Regions from separate parts of the Mus musculus genome. Here regions 1 and 3 are each linked to region 2. A link is a contact called in public Hi-C and promoter capture Hi-C data. All regions are on one chromosome and are shown on one strand. Each heading gives the region's core, a stretch centred on a gene start, on an enhancer-like site or on the middle of the called end of the contact. The rest is flanking DNA. Distances are from core to core; before and after follow the strand shown.

Region 1 (4,430 bases), core at 1,474-3,973, 1.0 Mb before region 2:
ATTCAGATCAGTCAAGTCTACAAACTTCTCATTAAAGCAAGAGGCACTAAGGAAACAAACATTAGGCAAGAAACAGAGATGTTTCTTATAAGATGACTTATAATACTCAAACCAAGCAGCGCTTACTTAAAGCATAAAGCATATGTCAGTCTCTTATAAAACAGTTCCTCTTCCTCACTGGTCCAATATGCCAACGTCCAAAGTCCTGGCCAGCCTCCAGAATTGCCAGTTTCAATCTTAAGATCTCAACTTTCACTCAGTGTGACCATTCTATTTTTCTAGACAGACTTCTTCCTGGAAGAGTCCCTGCAGGAGAGCCTGGAAGAACTTGGGCATTTTCCTAATGTTTCCTCTCTCTGATGGTACAGGTTCCAACGCCCTCCCCCAGAGGATTCCACCATTCCAGGCTGGCCTCAGGCTCTACTGCCAAGGACAATCTAAATCTGACAGCTTCCAACTCCCAAGCGCTGAGACTACAGGAATCTGTCACCACACCCGCTTTATAAGGTATATAAGGTGTTAGGCACTGAACTCAGGGCAGCTTTCATGCTAGGCCAGCACTCTAACCCAGCCTGGGAAACTGAGTTCCAACTCACACATGGTGTGGTAGGTGAGCACCAGTTATCCTCAGATGTTCCATACATAGACTGGATCAGGCACATATGTGCACACTTGGATGTATACAGTAAATAAATAAAAATATAATAATCTTTAAAAAAAACTACAAATGGTTTCTCCATTTAAAAAGAAAGAAAATGCTATGTTTTAGAAACTTTCTGATTTAAAATGAAATGCTCATTACTATTTACCACACAGGTGTAAGAAATCAGGAAGATTATAATGTAATCCTAAGGGCTTAACTCTAAGTATGTGGGAGTTATCTATGTGGCAGAGTAAGCCATTACACGCCTGCTCTTAAGAGGTCTTCCCAAATGGACTTATACAAGAGAATTAAAGGATAATGCCCTAAGGCACTTATCGACTGAATTAGATTTTCTTTTGGGCATACAGAGTGGTACAGTATCATTATCCCTGGGAGAGAAAAGGGCAATAAAATCAGTGTCTATGGATCTGAATTTTCTTATGGCTCTTGAAATAGGCAAGGGCGAAGTGTATCTCATGAGTCAGACTCACCCTAAGTAATAAACATTATTCAAAATAAGATGACTCAGTATTGCACTATCTATATAATTAAAAAAAATCCAACAAAGCATGGTAGCACAGACCTGTAATCTCAGCACTCAGGAAGGTGAGGCAGGATGACACTGAACTTGAGGGTAGCCTGAGATTTATTTTCAGGACAGCCTGAGCTACTTAACCTGTTTAAATACACACACACACACACACACACACACACTCACTCTCTCTCTCTCTCTCTAATTAGTGATACTAAGAACCAAACACACGGTCACAAACTTTGCTATAGTTTGATACTTTATGTATACATACTGTGTGTATTAAATTTTATTCAATATAAAGATATAATGTCAGGAAAATATCTGCTGAATCATAGTATTGTTTTGTTCAATATGTTCTCAACTGTAATATATATATATGTATTACACACACACACACACATATCCAGAAAATGAAGACATGTTTACTATACAAGTCTATCATTAAACCTGAGAACGTTCCTTTAATCAGTTAAAAGCATTCATTAACTTACAAATAACAGAGGAGAGAAAGAGATCCTAACCAAGAGCTTTTAATTCTCTGTCACCAACTTGGAACAGGGTCCTACATTTAGCCTGTTTCTTGAGACAAATATGGAGAAGCCAAGAGCAGTAACAAACTGCCAGTTTACTGAGTCATGTTTCTGACTAAAACTGTGTTATGAAATGGAAAGAGTGACACGTCTGGGGTTTAAACACCAGGGACGTTAACTCCCTGAACTCAAGGGTCGCGGAACAAAATCGGAAAACTCTGCAGCAAGAACGAACGCGATGCGGGACTGAAAACGACTTCCACGGAGAACTGGCCGAAGCGGAGAAGTCCTGCTTAATTTCCCCTAAAACAAATCCGAACTGTGCAAACAAGCACACCCTCCCGTGCAGCGGAGCGGGGACGCCAGGTAGGGGGCACCGAGAACAATCCCAAGGTTAACGTTTCACTGGCACACACACACCCCAGTCCTCGGCTAACGGAGCCGCTCGGCTCCGAGCCCCGGGAGCTTCCGAGCCGGACCGGGTCCCAGCCCAACCCCATCCACCCAGCACCTGAGTGACGCCGGGGACGTCACCAGCCTCGGCGCAGGAGCGGCCCCCGGCGGAGGAGGAGACCCCGGCCCGCCGAGCCCCGCCGCCCTCCGCGTGACTCCGGAGGCCGGTCGGGGGCGCCAGCGGCACCGGCAGAGCCCGAACCTGCGACCTGGACCCGAGAACCGGCGGCCAGCGGACGGGACCGGCCCCGAGCGCTCGCTGACCTGGAGAGGTGCTTCAGGATCTGTTTCTTGATGATCCCAGCCATGGTGCCCGCCGGGCTGGAGCGCCGCTCTCTTGTCGCTCCTCACAGCCTCCTCACTTCGCGGCAGTCTTCTTTCGGTCCCGCCTCACCGGCCCGGAGGAGAAGCGCCGGAGAGATCACTCTCAGAAGAGACTCGAGGGCCTGGCCGAGGCCACAGCCGCCGCAGCCGCCGCCGAGAGCCCGAAGCATGACGCTCAGGCCGCCGCGGCCGCCGCCAGCGCCATCTTGGCTGCAGCATCACCTAAGAGACCGGGGGCGGGGAGAGGAGTCGGGGGGGCGGAGCGAGCTCGAGGTGGGCGGGACCTGTGGGAGTTCCGGGAATCTTCAGCCCTGCCTACTTCGGACTCCCACTAGGTCCTCCGCTGCCCTTTCCTAGTTGGTACTTGGGCTTTCATCTTTTCTTCATCCCTTTCATCTTGTCTGTGCCTCTCTCGCTGACATCCTAGTCTTGCTTCTTCATTTCCTCCGAACTCAACTTTCTGCTCTACAAGTAGCTCTGTTTATGTTATTCTTTTGGCCATTTCAGCTTTTTAATCTCAGTTTCTTTTACCAAGATCCTTCCCTTAGACTAACGGCTGTAATTTAATGTTTCCATTCGTTGGTCTAACCTTAAAGGAAGTAAAATTGACAGCATGTCATATTTAACCGAATATACCTAAAGACCTAGAAGTTAGAAAGTCTAGAGCCAGTGAGATGGCTCTCAGCCAGCAAGAGTACTTGTCAAGCAAGCTTGATGATCTGAACTTGATGACCAAACCACCATGAAGGAAAGAACTGCCCTTGAAAGTTATCCTCTGGACACACACACACATAGACACACTTAGTAGAAATTTTGAAATGGAATGCCCAAAATGAAGTCCTGGTTCTAATATTTTCTAGCTATGTTAACTTGGAAAGATTGTTTTCAGCTTTAGTTTCACTTCATGTATGAATGTGACTTTGGTCACACAAGGGGACGTCAGAGAACAGCCCTGGGTGTAGTGCCTCACTTTCTTCTATCTCTTCCTCAACAGCTACTTGTGTACTCCAGGTTACCTGGTTCCTAGGATCCTCTTGTTGGTCTCTTGTTGCCTCTCCCATATTGCCTAAAGAGTGCTGGGATTACAGACTTCTGGCTTCATGTGAATTCTGGAGACTCAAGTTCAAGTCCTGATGATTGAATGGCAAGTGTATTGTCTGCTAAGCCAGCTCTCTCAGCCGTTAACCTCACTTTTAATCATCTTTAAAATATAGTGTCTGCCCTTAGGGATGGTTTGGTAGGGGCCCTAGTAGGTACTGTTGGTGTGTCTGGGCCATATTGTCTGGCCACCTGTTGTAGAAGCAGGTTTTGAAAAAGATATAAATCACTAAAATATTTCATAAACAGGTGGGAGAGAGAGACAGTGTAGCCATTTGAGGTGGGAAGAAGCAGCATTAGAGTTCACAATGCTTGAAGCATGCCAGGGTAACAAGAATCTGCTAACACAAATACTGTGCAAGGATGAAAGCAATCTGAGCTGTTTGAAGGGAACCAAGCTGGGTGTAGTGACACATGGGTCTGTAATGTCAGCCCTTCGGGGACAGAGGCAGGAGGAGTGCTACAAGTCTGAGGTCACCATGATCTACTTAGCAACACCTTCTCTTGAAAAAATAAAAAAATAAAAATAACTACAAAGCCAAGATTTTATTACTTGGACATAGGATCCATAACAACTCATAAAAATGCCTGTCTTGGGACTGACTCCTACTTGGAAGCTGGCATGACAGTGATGGGTTGTACTTCAGAGCCTTACTAGACTAGCGAAGGCCGCCTGCAGCCAGCCAGGTCTTGTCCCTAGCTGGGTGACTCATTCCCAGTCTCTGCCCAGAACCCTGCTCCTCTCCGTCTCTGAGCTTCAGTAAGATAACATCCCTTGTCCCCAGTCTCTGATTCAGTAAGATAACATCCCTTATCCCCCGGCCCAACCCTTTTCTTCAGTTGACCT
Region 2 (4,397 bases), core at 572-3,071:
CTTACCCGTAGATACCACAGCGCCAGGCAGGGGAAAAGCGGCACAATGGGGTGCTCTGAGTGACAGAGCACTCACTGTACAGTGGCAGTACCAATATAAACTTTTAGGGCACTCTCCACTAACCCACAGAACTGCCTCAACAAACCACTTTTGTTGTTGCTTGCTTATTATTATTTGGGGGCAGTATTTGTTGAGATAGGATCTTTTACTTTGCAGCCCTCGATGCCCTGGAAATCAGCATGTAGACCAGGCTGGCCTCAAACTCACATAGAGATCCGCCTGCCTCTGTTTCCTGAGTGCATTAGAAACTCATATTTTAGACAAAAAAAAAAAAAAAAAAAAAAAAAAAAAAAAACAAAAAAAAAAACCCCGACATTCACTACTTTATAAAATATTCCCAGGAACCTTTATGTACCCAAGGCACCCTGAGATGTAAAAGCATTTGTGGCACAAATACTTTGCCTTCAAAAGTCACTAAAGGGAGGAAAAAAAAAAAAAGATTCACAATAGAAAGTGAGAAAACGGAAACGTGGGGGATATGAAGAATATGCTCAACATATAATATACACGGATACACACACAATTTTAAAAATAAAAGGCAAGGCCTTTTGGCTAGTGGTCCAATAGGAGGCTAAACCAATAGCAGTGAGTCTGAGGCCACCTTTGGCTGCAGAGTGAGTTGCGTTCAAGACTTGACAACTTAGTGAGATCCTATCTCAAAGTTTTAAAAGGGCTGGGGCTATACAGCTCAGCAGAAGGGCGTTGCCTAGCATACTAAGGGTTGACTTCCAACAGCGCTCCCTTGTAGGCATACAAACGCACACGCACACGGAAAGGAGAGGAGAGGAGAGGAGAGGAGGAAGAAAGGAAGAGATATTACACTTTGCTATTTGAGGGGAATGGCAGAATTAAAGCTGCCCACTCTAGAAAAGCGAACACGGAGCAAGCTGTATACAGAAAGAATGGGTGTGACCTGACAAAGTCCTTTTGCCCGTTTAGACGTCTAGATTTGGAAAAACAACGCCGAAAGGTTACAGAGAACCGAACGGAACTATAATGCACCGGATCCACACACTTCTGAGAAAACTGAGTAAATACTGACAGAAACCGAAGATTTTGCAACTCCTAGAAGCTCCACCTGTACCGGAGCATCACCACCGTCGGGTGCGCTCGGACGTCTACCGTAGTTCCCTCACCTGGAGAAGTGCGAATCAGCGAAGCGACATGAACATCTCACTCCCTGTCCCACCGGACTTCACAATCCACCTAACTCCATCCACCATATCTACGGACAGCTAACTACAGCGGGCGAGCAGACAGGAGCAGCGCAAGGATCAACAAACAACACCGGTCCTCGGGTTTCTCAGAAGTGACGCAGTCCCAACACCCACCCCGATGCCACCAAGCTTCCACGAAGGATCAGACACCTCGGTGAACCTTCAGCTGCCTGGCTGCCAGGCACCCGACGCCCCGTTCCGCCTACCCAACCGAGATGGGGGATGCAGGATGAGGGGAAAAGGCCGGGCTGGGATCAGTCCGGACCCCGCGGGTGCAAAGGACCGAGCCGGGAGGCGGAATCTCCCTGCAGGTGAAGAGCCAAGGTAGCGAAGAGCTGCCCCGCGGCCCGGCCGGTCCCCTCGGTCGCCTGACGCCCTTCCCACGCTCCTCACCCATGATGAACCGCCGCCGCGCCCTCGCCGATCCTCAGAGACAGGCCGGGACTCGGCAGCGACTCCTAGTTGAGCCTGGGCGCCGCCACCTCCGCTACTCCCGGACTCCGGTTCCGAAGCGGACTCCTCCAAGCCTGGTCGGCCAGCAACTTCCACGTCGTCCACCCAGCGGGGGCGGGAGCCGGGGCGAAAGGCCACTGCGACTGCGCGCTGGACACGGAGGTCTGGGCGTCCGCGTCGGCGCTTTCGATGCAACTCCCAGGCGCTCTGAGCGTAGCAGAAATGAACGCCACAACTATAACAAAAAAAAATTTAAGACAAAAGTGTTTCCTGATTCCACTTTTCTGGACAATAAGGCCTTCTCAAATATTAAAATGAGACTTTTTCGTGTTAAATTCTGATATCATAAAGTGGCGAATCGGCCAACGGAAAATAAAAGCTCGATAAAGCGAAGGCACAGAATGCTGGCGCTGGTTGCAGCGTCCCGGTGGTTGCACATCTGCGGAGGCGGTCCACTTTCCTCTAAATGCATTCCCGCAGGAGGAGCCAGGGTTACGTAATAATAACGAGAAAGCTCACCCGCAGTCACTGCATACCACCAACACGGGGCACCCTCGTACCCGAGGTGTCTAATTTTTGATCTCTGGGTGGCCACCTGACCGACCACCCTTCCGCCTCCGCAGAACTGGGAACTTCTTGCCTCCTGCAACTTGAGTTGGAAGTTAGGTAGTTTTCGATAGTGAAAGGGTTTGGTGTTTCTTAAAATTCTTAGAAACGCGTCTTGCTTCTGCGCAGCCTCTCAGAGGCTCGAGGCGCGCTCCAGGTCGGATCCACCTGTAACCCACGCCATGGCTAAGGAAGGCACTGCTGCTGGAGTTGTCATGGACGTCAATACGGCTTTGCAAGAGGTGCTGAAGACCGCCCTGGTCCACGATGGCCTAGCGCGAGGAATTCACGAAGCTGCCAAAGCCTTAGGCAAGCGCCAAGCCCATCTCTGTGTGCTTGCATCCAATTGTGATAAACCTATGTACATCAAGTTGGTGGAAACCCTCTGTGCTGAGCACCAGATCAACCTAATTAAGGTTGATGACAACAAGAAGCTGGGGGAATGGGTAGGCCTCTGCAAAATTGATCGAAAGGGGAAACCTCGGAAAGTGATAGGTTGCAGCTGTGTGGTGGTTAAGGACTTTGGCCAAGAATCTCAGGCGAAAGATGTCATTGAAGAGTACTTCAAATGCAGAAAATGAACAAAAAAATTGGCTTATTTTCTGTTAAGTTTCTCAAAACAGAAAAGTACAATTATCTCAAGCTCTTGAGTTTTCGCCGGAAATAATAATAGCCCTTTTTTAGGAAGTTTTCTTCCACATGGAAACATTGCATTATTATGTTCTGGTTTATAATGAAAATGGTCATCTTTTTGGAAATTTACAAACTGCCTAAGATTTAGTCTAGCATTATTGGGGCTTTTTTTTTTTTTTTTCTCGAGACAGGGTTTCTCTGTGTAGCCCTGGCTGCCCTACAACTCACTTTGTAGACCAGGCTGGCCTCGAACTCAGAAATCCACCTGCCTCTGCCTCCCGAGTGCTGGGATTGAAGGCGTGCAACACCACCTCCCGGCCTGCATTACTAGGGTTTAATTGACAAAATATTATATGTATGTTGCACAGTGTGAGATAGATATATAGGTATATATAGATATATATACACACACACATACATACATATGCATGAGAGAGAAATGATTACCGTGAAAATAGGCAAACCCTCATATTCCCTTTTCCTGTAGGTTGAGTACACTGAAGATCTATTTGGCAATTATCAAATAGGCAGTGTATTGTTATTAAATATGGTCATCATGCTGTGACTATACATCTAAGGGACTTGTTCATCCTGTTGGAAAAGAATCTGTACCATCTTACTGATGTATCTGCATCCCTGCTCCATCCCCTGACAGTCACCATTGCGCTCTCGGCTTCGGAGTTGTCTCCATAGACTCTACTTATGAATTAAACCTTCCAACGCCCTCGTAGGTGGAAATGTGTGATTTTTGTACTAAGCTTATTTCATTTAGCAGGATGACTTCTACATTCATTTTATACGTGAGATTATTTCCTTTTTAAGGCTGGCTAGTTATTGTTAAGCATGTGCATTTGTACATTCGCATCATATTTTCCACATTAATAAGCTTATTCAGGTTGATTTTATACCTTCTTATGTAGATTTATTTTTTATAGTTCTTGAGTGTCTGTGTGCCCATGGCATGCATGTAAGTATGTACACATGAGGACCGATGCTCTCAGAAGCCAGCAACATCTGGAGCTGTCCAGAGCTGGAGTTATAGACAATTGTGAACCCCGTGTTTGTGGGTGCTGCAATCTAAGTCAGGGTCTTCTGCAAGAATAGTCATTATTAGCTGATGGGCCACCTCTTTAGCCCCCACTGATGCTTTGTATCGACAGTCATGATTCATACTGCGTTAAACATAGGTGCACATTGCATTCTGACATGCTGATTTCATTATCTTAAGATGAATACCACAAAGTAGATGCTACAGTGTTTATTTTGCTTTTTAAGGAACCTCCATTTGGTTTTCCATAATGGCTATAATAGCTTACATTCATACCAAGAGTCTCTGTTTTGTTTTTTACTTAAATTTACTACACAGATGTTGAATTATTTCAGCACTTTCATCTTCACCCAAAGCCCTGAATTCACGGAAACATTCCT
Region 3 (4,208 bases), core at 526-3,025, 1.7 Mb after region 2:
AAGATCAGACACACATGGAGTGGTGTGCCACCCATATGAGCAGAGATCCTGATCAAGTAAGAAAACTGAGGTATCTGTTACTATGGCAATATCACACCATCTTATTGACCGTGAATAAATCACTCGATTTCTTTAGGAAGCCTCAAGAAGTTCTCACCTGTCCTCCCTCTGAGGAGCTCAAGGTGGCTTCTCTGGGGACACACTGGGTATTAGGGTTTTAAGACTCTCCCTGGTGATTCTAATGAGCAGCCACGTGGAATTTCATTGAGATATGAATATCCATGACTCCCCTTTACTTACCAAAGGGTCTATGCTAGAAAGCTCTCTGGTGACTGGAGCTCAATATGGCCTGTAAAAACTTGGAGCAGGGCTATAGAGAAACAAGGGCATTTAACCAACTCTATTGCCATGAGTCTACAGGTTAACTCAGTGTCCTATTTGTGGATGATCCAAGATGTCATGCTTCCTATAGTGGGTCTGACTCTGGCCCACCATGGTCTCCATCAGGGGTGGGGATCTACCCAGTGTGTGTGTGAGGGGCAGAAGGCGGTGGGAAACAACACGGACTCTGGATACAGGGCTGGGTCAGCCATCCCCCAGCTGTAGAATCAAGGCACTGGCTGTCCTTGTTTGCTTTCTACTGCCTCAATAACATCTGACCAGAAACAACTTATATGAGGAAAGGGTTTACTTCACATCATAGCTTACAATCCATCATAAAAGGCTGTCAGGGCAGGAACCTGAAGATGGGAGCTGATGCAGAGACCACAGAGGACCAGGGTTCATCAGCTTGCTCTACCTGGCTTCCTCAGCCTGTTTTCTTATACAATCCAGGACCACCTGCTCAGGGCTGGCACCGCCCACAGTGGGCTGGACCCTCCCACATCAATCATTAATCAAGAAATTACCCCCACAGACTGGCCTACAGGTTCCCTGTCCCTAATCACCGAGAGGACTAGAACAGCGCCTGGCACCTAGTGAGTTTCCAGGGTGTTGGCTGTTGTTATTTTTATTATTCTCAAGCCTTATTTTCTGCTCTAGGCTTTAAGCAGTGGCAGTGCAGAAAAGAGTGACACTGTGCCGTTGCCCTCAAGAAATTCACAACTGGCAAGGGAGAAGGACAGACAGACAGATGGATTGCAATATGTGTATCTGTGCTTTCATGACACGGGTGTGCAAAAATTCAGGAGGAGCAGAAGAGAAAGTCTTCCTGGGAGAAATGGCCTTACTCATCCTTGAAGGGCTACATTAAAGGAGCAGGCTCGGTCACTCACTGCTTCAATAATCTTTAAGAGAAGAGTGGGTGGAAAACCCAACCGTCAGCACCAACATGAATTTTGGCAAACACAGGAGGATGAAGACACTGCTGTCTTCCAAGGCAGGAACCAGGCTTCTGGAACATTCTCTCCGTGTCTGAGTCTATGCACAGTGATGGGCACTCCTACAGATTCTCCCTACAGAAAATCTGAACCTATATGTTGGAATGGAAAGGCCTGGAGTTCTCTGTGGTGTGGTATGGTATGGAAAGGGCTGCAGGCAGGTCCAGTGCAGATCCGCCACAGCGATAGGAGGGGACCATCCCTAGTTGTTCCGCTAGGCACAGAAATCCCAGGTCAGATCTCTGCCTCAGCCCCTTCAGGAAATCCTGTCACTCAGCCAGGACTTATATACAGCTCAGAGTTGCCAACTCCACTGAGCTCCTGTGGTTTCTCAGCCTGGCCTCACCTACTTTCCCTTCCTAACCAGGGAAAGGAAAAGATTTAAATGCAGACAGAGTTCTCCTGGCACTCATCAGAGGAGTTGAAATCGTGAGGTCACCCTGAGGGGAGCCTGGCATGGCAAGGAGCAAGCTTCTCCTCGGCAAGCTGCTGCCTTTAATCCTCATCTTCCTGGGGTTGCTTGTGCAAAATGCCTGCTCCCCAACTGAAGCCCCAGAACTGGTAAGATAAACATTCCTGTGCGTTTACTTGTTAACTTTCACAATGTACTCTAGACGATTTTTTTTTGTTTTCCCATATAATCTTGGTCAAAAAGCCCTACCTGGGCTTCATTAAAATCAAGAAAAAGCTTACAAGACTAAGATCCTAAGCCAGAGGCACTGTCTTTCTGGGGCTGGCTGGGTTGGCGGTTTCTTGTCTGCTGTGCTCACTCCTCAGCTGGCATCTCTGATTTTAGTACTGACATTTCTCTTTCCCTGGCAGAGCAGCTGCATGTTCTGGGCTTTGTTGGGCTACCTTATCACTCTGGGTATCTATCAGCCATCTTCCCAAATGTAGAAATGGAGCATAGCTATAGGAGAGTGACCAGGGGAATTCCAGGGTAGAGAGGTGACGCCCTGTTGATAACAGGAAGCATCCGAAACATTTTCAAAATCCATCAGGCACTCACACATGCCTTCCTCCATCCTCCACTGGAGTGGGGGGACCACGGTGACCTTAAAGACTCGAGAGAAGCTCACACGGGTGCCATACCTGTCTCGGTGATGAGCAATCTCAGGAAAATTATATAAGCAGTATTTGGAGTATGGGATCTCAGCAGCAGATAGAGCTGCTGTGTTACAAGTTCACTCTGGCTCTGAGGACACTTTCCTGAGAATGTGGCAGACAGCACAGTGGGTACCTCTCCAGTCCAGAAGTTAGAGAGGGGCATATTTCAATGGCGACTTCAAAATATTTCAGAGGATAGGCCTTTGGGCTGCCCACTACACTAGCCATTCAACTGTAAGCAAGCAAACTAATCCCACTAAGCTTCAGTTGGTAGGGATTGCTGTCGCAATTATATTCAGCATGGAGGGCCTGCTTGTGTGCAGGCACTTGGCCTTGACCATTGTTCTAAGCTGAGTCTGTTCTTCTGTTGGCTTAAATTTGTAAAATGAGTTATTTCATTTGAAAACAGTAATTTGAAAGTCAGATAGATAGATAGATAGATAGATAGATACATAGATAGATAGATACATAGATACATAGATACATAGATAGATACATAGATAGTTACATAGATACATAGAGGATAGATAGACAAACAGATTTATGTGAGACAAATATATATATATATATATATATATATATATATATATATATATATATGTATGTATATATATATATATATATATACTTTATTTATTTATTTATTCATCCATTCATTCACTCTGCATTCTTCTCTCTGTCTCCCCATCCTGGTCACCCCCTCTCACAATCTTTCCACCCATACATCTCTAAGAGTGTGGAGGCACCCCTGGGTATCCCCCACCCTGGCATATCAAGTCTCTGCAGGGCTAGGTGCATCCTCTCCCATTGAGGTTAGACAAGGCAGCCCAGCTAGAAGAACATAGTTCATGGACAGGCAACAGCTTTTGGGATAGCCCCAGCTCTAATGGGACCCACATGAAGACCAGGCAGCACATCTGCTGCATATGCCTAGGTCCAGACTGTGTACGATCTTTGGTTGGTGGCTTAATCTCTAATAGCCCCAAGAGTCCAGGTTAGTTGGCTCTGTAGGACTTCCTGTGGAGTTGCTCCTTCAGGGCCCACAATCCTTCCCCCAACTCTTCCATAAGAGTCCCCAAGCTCTGTCCACTGTTTTGCTATGGGTCTCCTTATCTATCTGAGTCAGTTGCTGGGTGGAGCCTCTCAGAGGACAGCCATGCTAGGTTCCTGTCTGTAAGCATATTAAGAGTCTCATTAATAGTGTGAGGGATTGGTGGTTGCCCATGGAATGGGTCTCAAGTTGGGTCAGTTAGTGGTTGGTCATTACCTCATTCTCTGTTCCATCCCCCGTGCATGCATTTCTTGTAGATAGGATAAATTTTGGGTAGAAAGTCCTGTGAGTGGGTTAGTGCCCCTATCACTCCACTGGGGAGTCCTTCATCATTACAAGAGATGGCCTCTTCAGATTCCATATCCCCAATGCTGTGAATCACAACTAAGGTCACCCCCATTGAGTCTTGGAAGCCTCCTCTATCCCAGATCTCTGTCACATCCTTGAGATTCCCTCTACCTCCCCACCTCTGTCAGCTGCAGATTTCCATTCATTCTCATAGCTATCTGGCAATCTCTCCTGTCCTTCCCCACACCTAATTCTGAACTACCTCATTCCCTTCCCCATCCCCTCTTCTACCAAGTTCCCTCCCTCCATCTGACCCTTAGGACTATTTTATTCTCCCTTCTAAGTGAGATTCAAGCGTCCTCACTTAGGCATCCTTCTTGTTC

Evidence for each region. Promoter capture Hi-C pulls out the DNA fragments that hold promoters and counts their contacts. A called contact is a pair of places that touch in the nucleus more often than the background predicts.
Region 1: a Hi-C map of uterus shows a contact between it and region 2, with 5 times the contacts expected there. The contact joins the promoter of Uhrf1bp1l here to the promoter of Arl1 in region 2. A contact is called at or near these places in 8 of 39 promoter capture datasets (the C10 cell line, embryonic stem cells, hippocampal neurons and 3 more), 2 of 484 Hi-C or Micro-C datasets (CD4 T cells and uterus) and 1 of 115 datasets of contacts at active chromatin or transcription factors (the SCID.adh cell line).
Region 3: a contact with region 2 is called in a promoter capture Hi-C map of hippocampal neurons, with 4 times the contacts expected there. The contact joins the promoter of Stab2 here to the promoter of Arl1 in region 2. A contact is called at or near these places in 3 of 39 promoter capture datasets (the 3T3-L1 cell line and hippocampal neurons).

Annotation. Positions count from the first base shown.
Region 1 is chr10:89,743,284-89,747,713 of GRCm38.p6, reverse strand. It overlaps Uhrf1bp1l (UHRF1 (ICBP90) binding protein 1-like), which reads right to left and starts at 2,723. Exons shown (of 21, transcript NM_029166.2): 1 at 2,426-2,723. The coding sequence starts at 2,469.
Region 2 is chr10:88,728,838-88,733,234 of GRCm38.p6, reverse strand. Arl1 (ADP-ribosylation factor-like 1) reads right to left here and starts at 1,821. Exons shown (of 6, transcript NM_025859.3): 1 at 1,671-1,821. The coding sequence starts at 1,674. It overlaps Gm4925 (predicted gene 4925), which reads left to right and starts at 2,134. Exons shown (of 1, transcript NM_001037166.2): 1 at 2,134-3,694. The coding sequence starts at 2,519. The coding sequence ends at 2,917.
Region 3 is chr10:87,005,509-87,009,716 of GRCm38.p6, reverse strand. Stab2 (stabilin 2) reads left to right here and starts at 1,775. Exons shown (of 69, transcript NM_138673.3): 1 at 1,775-1,940. The coding sequence starts at 1,836. The region is part of intron 2 of Gm16271 (predicted gene 16271); the gene reads right to left.